2 separate regions of the Arachis hypogaea genome follow, and region 2 is linked to region 1. A link is a contact called in public Hi-C data. All regions are on one chromosome and are shown on one strand. The core of a region is the stretch at or near the end of the contact, and the rest is flanking DNA. Distances in the headings are between cores, read along the strand shown. Region 1 holds the start of LOC112737151. Region 2 has its middle 3.6 kb from the start of LOC140177437.

The links. Hi-C and Micro-C count contacts between places; a contact is called where the count stands out from the background.
Region 2: a Hi-C map of an unstated tissue shows a contact between it and region 1, with 4 times the contacts expected there. The contact joins the enhancer-like site here to the promoter of LOC112737151 in region 1. A contact is called at or near these places in 2 of 8 Hi-C or Micro-C datasets (leaf and an unstated tissue).

Annotation. Positions count from the first base shown.
Region 1 is chr13:10,852,022-10,855,240 of arahy.Tifrunner.gnm2.J5K5, reverse strand. LOC112737151 reads right to left here and starts at 1,462. Exons shown (of 3, transcript XM_025786922.3): 1 at 826-1,462; 2 at 236-421. The coding sequence starts at 1,326.
Region 2 is chr13:10,948,877-10,952,182 of arahy.Tifrunner.gnm2.J5K5, reverse strand. No RefSeq gene overlaps it. Among protein-coding and RNA genes, the nearest start is that of LOC140177437, 3.6 kb to the left of the region's middle. Within about 2 kb of position 1,337, at least 3 of the 3 cell types and tissues checked have open chromatin away from gene starts, as enhancers often do.

The DNA.
Region 1 (3,219 bases), core at 213-2,712:
AGGAGAAGGAAAAGCAGGCTTTTTAGTTTTTATTCAGTAAACAAAAAAGCCAACAAAAGAGAACCAATCAAACAGAACCCTTCTTCAGTATGTCTGTGTTCCCCAATACACTCCTCTGCTCTCTATTGCCCCATGCCCCATGCCCCTCCCAAACGGCCCCTTCCAATCTCTATACTCTAAAGTCAATCAAGAAATTATAATAATAATAATAATAATAAATATTAATATATGATACCTGGCCGGAGGCTAGTTTGAGTTGATAATAGTTGAGCTGAAGAGGGGTGGAGGTGACGTGGACGCCGAAAAAGGTGGCAGGGTTTCTGTATGAGATCCTCACCGTTGAGTTCAATGACAGCATATCCGTTGGCACCCCCGTTCCGTCGTTCCCAGATTGTACATTCAGATTCCAGAACACCATGTTCTGCATTTTCTTTATTAATAAATATTCTTATCCAAACTCCAAATAACTAAGCACTAGCACAAGGGAACACACAAACAATGATCGCATTTAGGCCCCACAAATATTATTATTCAATTCAGAAACTCATGATTTGCATTATTCAAACCCCAACAACAACGGAACTACATTAAATCAAAGTTAAAAAGGAATGCAGGGCCAGAGGGAAGGTCAATTCGGTAATTACACACTCCATAATGTCTCTCACCAGCTGAAAACTTTACTGAAAGTAAGTGGTAACCTCAATGCATGAATCATGAATCACTCGTACACAAGAATTTTACACAAAATGTAAAAACAGCGAGTCACAACTCGGATGAAACCACCGAGTCAACTCGGAGAAAATGAAGGTTTCGTTTGTTGGTTACCGTAACGGTGACGCGAGGCTTGTAACTCTTGCTGGCACCCCAAAGGATAAGAGAGAACGCGGAGAACAGGACCACGAAGAGGAGGAAGAAGCAGAAGTAGAGGCGGATGTTACGGCCGGAGTCATCATATGCGTCGTCGTCGTCGTCGTCGTCGTCACCGGCGGCTTCGGAATCGTGGCGGCTGAGCTTCTTCCAGGGTGCGAAGGAGGAGGAGGTGTGGTGGTGGTGGTGAGGGTGGCGGCTAGGGTTCTTGAGAGAGGCGGAGAAACGAGAGGTGGAGGACTCGCGGGAATGGTGGACGGGGGAGCAGACATAGTAGTGGTGGTGGTGCTGCGGTGATGCGGCGGGGGAGGAGCCGTACGACATCTTCTCGATGACGTCATGGTTGGATGGGCTTTGGACGTAGTACAGTGGACGGCGTGGAGATCGCGGTGGCGACGATGTTGATTGGTCGATGCTTACGTCGGAGTCGGATTTCGTGTGCATTCTAACTCCTCCCATTGTTTTCTTCTTCTTCTTTGTGTGTGTTTTTTGCTTTGCGTGTGCTTTTATGAGTTATGAACAGAGCCTGTCACAGTCGCAGAGATACACAGAAGTGGAAAATGAAGAGAGAATGGAAGCTTTTTAATTGTTTTAAATATACTTTACAAAACGGTCACATATTATCAAAGGTTACTACACTAAATATTCAACTTAATTAGCCCTTTCTCCTCTTAATTAATTAAGACAAGACAAATATAATTTTTTTCACCATATCCCTCTGTCCGGCTGGCTAACAGATTACTATATATGCAAAATATAATTCCAATGCTCTAGAATTATTTAAGTTGACTAATAATATAATTTTTAAATTAATTTAATTAGTTAATTAAGAGAAATATAAATAATAAAATAAAAATTTACGTGTATTTATTTTTATATAAAGTTGATATTTAAAAATTATTTAATTAAATTATTATTTAATAATTTTTAACTATTAATTTTATACAATAAAAATACTATGTGTGTTTACTTAATAACAATATTTTTTATTAATATTAACTAATAATCAATATTTTATTTTTATATTATCAAAATTTAAAATTTAAGATTTATAATTTAATATTTAATTTTTAATTTTTAATATTTAAAATTGTCTAAGTGTTAATAAAAAATGATACATTTTATTGATCATATAAAATTTTACATCAATTAATTAATTAATTAATTTCTCCTAATTTTAAGTTATAAGGAAAACTACACAGAATAAAATTTAGCTTTCATTGTTTACTAACTTCCAACTAATCATGGACCAATGTAGATAACTTTATGCCTGAAAGGATTTTGAAGATGATAAATTTTAAAGTTATTATAAAGGTTCAACTTTACTGTTTTCAAACTTCCAAGTAAAAAAGGGTTTTACGGCAGTTTAATCAATTCGGTTTTATTAGGTTGACAATGATTTTCATAAACAATATAAATAATATATTTTAGAATTAATTTAATAAAATAAAAATACATTACACTCATACAAAAATTATAAATAAAAAAAATTATTATATATATAATTATATTATTTATTAAATTTATTGTCTCTCTATATTTTTTTTAATCTAATAGTTTTGGGAAAATTATAAGTAATAATAATGTGTGACTGTTAGAAGTTTAAAGAATATCAGTTATTTTGGTAAGTTTTAATTTAGTAATACAATGAAAAAGGTTTACATTATCAATTGAACGAAATTAAGTTTATATTCACAAAATATATTTTTTATATCACAAAAGTTTTTAAATGTTAATTTTATTTATAGAAAGCTGTGAATTTATATAGATAAAAACGATCATTTATTTATTTATTTGTACAAAATTAATTTTATTAATTCATATATGTTAACACTTAAAACTTTTATTAATAAAAATAAAAATTTATGTATTTGTAAAAATAATTATGTTAGATCTATATTAAAATGAACTATTTATATAAAAATATATAATAATTGATTTTATTTTTTAATGTAAATAGAATTTTCGTCATAGAAGGTGTACCCTTTTTGTGCTGTTGCGTTGAAAAATTTGTTTGAACGCGTTGGCAATGAATATATTTATGGCTTTATTTATAGCATATCTCCTCTTACTCAATCTGATAATTTCTTGTATAGTAGGCCAATTTATTTGGAAAGATGGCTTCCGCAAATATATCATTTATTTACTTCTTTGTTAAAATTCTCTGGCTTATTATTTTGCTTTTTCAAGTCCATTCTTTATACCTCGTCACAAATTTAAAAACCATATCATTTATGCAAAAGAAATATTAATTTTCTTCGTTAAGTACATATTAAATATTCTTAAATTTTGGTATTTTAATATTAGTAGTACAATCTTTGGTGGATTGGGGTTTATCACGCAATTCCAAAC
Region 2 (3,306 bases), core at 88-2,587, 97 kb before region 1:
GAAGGATGACTGGTTAAATATAAGGGATCATCTCTTAAAACATAAACTCCCAAGCGCTACTAGTGGAGATAAGAATAACTATGTGTGCGATTTCGTGAATAATGAAGGGGAATGGAAGATAGAACATCTTAAACAGCTCTTGCCGGATGAATGCATTCAACGCATTTGTGCTAATCCCCCTCCGAGAGCTTCTGACCCACCTGATAAATTAGCCTGGAAGCACTCCAAAGATGAAAGATTCTCTGTTAAATCTGCTTACTGTTATAGCAATAGAATCCAATCTCAAGGAAGGGAAGTTTGGAAACGCATTTGGACCTGGAAAGGACCGCAGCGAATGAAATTATTTATTTGGCAAGCTACTCATGACAGGATCCTCACTAACAAGAAAAGAAGTCAATGGTATGGTAGCTCGCCTATGTGCCATCATTGTGGAAACACAATAGAAGACACTTTGCATGTTCTGAGGGACTGTGATGTTAAACCCGTCTGGAAGAAATTCGTTAAATAAAATGGTATTGCAACTTTCTTTCGGATGGAACTGATGGATTGGGTGGAAAACAGTCTTGGTAATAATTGGGGCTTCTCCAGCCAAGAAAAATGGATAAACATATTTTTCATAGCGTGCTGGAAGTTTTAGAATTGGAGGAATCAAGAGATCTTTCAATACCCCTTTAAGAGACCTATTGCTGGATACATTAGTATACAAGAATATGCTTGTGAGGTTGGAAAAGCCATCAACAAGCAGATTCCTAGGCATGATTCTAGAGTTCGTCGAAAAACCATTATTAAATGGTATCCACCTCCTAAAGGGTGGATTAAGGTGAACACTGATGGTGCAGTTAAGAACAACCCAGGTAAAGCAGGATGTGGTGGCCTCATTAGGAATAGTGACGGAAGTTGGGTGATGGGTTTTACTAGAAATTTGGGAGTTTGCTCAGCATATATGGCAGAGCTATGGGGTCTTTATTTGGGGCTTGAGATGGCTTGGACATTGGGGTTCAGAAAGGTGAAAATAGAAATTGACTCTCAAGCAGTTATTAGCAGTGTCACTCAAAATAGGAAATTTTTAGATGATGGATCAGTGCTATACTGCAAATTCAAGAGCTTATGGAAAGAAATTGGACAGTTAACATGGTTCATACTTACAGAGAAGCAAATGCTTGTGCAGATTGGCTAGCTAATTTTAGTCTTGAGCAAAATTGTTCCACTCAATACTGGAACTCTCCTCCAACTAGGATAGAATTTTTGTTATTAGGTGATGTTTTTGGGGTGGCTCATCCCATAATGTAGTTTCAGTGTAGCTTGGGCCTTTGGCTCCTTTGTTCACCAAAAAAAAAACGATAATATTAATTTTCCACATGTGAAATACACTGAATTATGGTTGCCACAATGGGCTGGCCCAACCACAAAAGCTTGCTACTAAATGAAATGGGTTTCAAGACAAAAAATGAAATGGGTTTTGGCCCACTGCACTTTTGTAACACGAGTTTAAAATAGTAGTCTATTCTCTGACAAAAAGAAAATTAAAGGTTGTCTATCAAGTTTTTGGTGAGTTGACGAACTAACAGAGCTATTTTCTAAATAAATAAACTTTAGTGCACCGGTTGCGTAATGTCATATATATTATAAAAAATAAAGACTATTTTTAATTTTTTATTGACTACGTGAATAGTTATCGAAAAAAGAGAACGTGATTAAAGGATTGTCTAAAAAATATTTCATGCTATTATTGTATCAAAATTAAACTAAAAAAAAAAATATCTTATAAAAATATTCACTAAAAAAAATCTTATAAAAATATGGGTTGGACTAATAGTTCTGTTATGTAATATGAAGTTTAATGACTAACACCGAAATATTCTCGTGTTTTCAAATTTTTTTCAATTTGAGCTTTAAAAGAACATTTTTTTTCTTTCAAAAGAATAACGAAAACCAGAAAGAAGAACTGTTTTTGCAGTAATGAGATTTTTGGGGTTTGGGCCATAAATAATTTGTTTTGTATTATACCTGCGAAGGACAGGTTATTGGACTTGCATTCGCTCAAACTTTCTTTAAGACAAAAAATCAATCATCTATCCAAAAACGAAAGAGACAAAAAAAAAAAAAAAGAAACACTATTTTTTCTTCTTTCTTGATGCTATTCTGTTTTGGATCGTCGAATTTCTTGTATTTCTCAAATGTAATAATGAAGATTTTGAGAAAGAAATCTTTATTTCTTCCAGTAGCTTCTCTCTTTCCTCCTCTTGTTTCTTTTTTTCCTAATTTTTTTCCTTCTAATTTTGCTGCGAGTGTTAAATTTATTATAATAATATAATTTTGATGCACGTAAACATTTTTAAAGTTATGTGTTTAGATGCGATGATTTTTTGAAAATAAATTATTTTTATTTATATTACGATTGGTTGTAAAATTTTATACTTATTGTTGTATTTGCTAGTGAATGAGCTTTTTTAATTATTTGTTGAGGTATAAATTTCTGTTGAAAATTATCTTCGTAAAATATTGGTTACCCACTATAAAACTAATAAAATAATTTTTCATTATCATCATTATCCAATTTTATAATGTTGGATATCCATTTTGAAATACGTCAAGGTGTCAATACCACGTGCTAGTTTTATATTAAAATCAGCATGTGTTAGATATGTTAACTTTTTTTTCCTTTTAATATTACATGATAAATAAATTAATCATAAATTCTGAACATTCTAATTAAAATATAATATTTTAAAAAATTACTTAAATGAGACTAGTACGAAAACGAGATAGGGAAAAATAAACTGAAAATAGCAGGACCAGACGAACAATTATGGTAGACATTTTTTTGGGTTAAAATAGAACTTACCCTAACCATTTCCCTCACAAACCATGGAAAGTTAGAGGGAAAAAAAATGTCACCACTGGAAGGCTGGAGACATAGAAATTTAATTTTTTTCAAAAGTTTTATTACTATATTTGCTATCGAAAAAAAAATTAATTTTAATATATTATTAATATAAATAATTTTATATGTACATTTAATTATTATTCAACGTCATATCATCTAAAATAACAAATGTGATTAAATAATTATATAAAAATATATTTTACACTGTTAATATATTAAAATTAAATTCATACAAAAAATAAATGTTGAAAAAAAAACAAGAGAGTTTGAACACACAAGTCCAATAGCCAGTAAAAAGATGCAAAATATATTCTTTTAATTTTGAAGTTAAAAATTGTGGCTATAAACAGTAACAACTGCAAGAAGTTAAGATTACCAAAACATGCAATTTGATAAGGTTAGAAGAAACCAGTTGATAA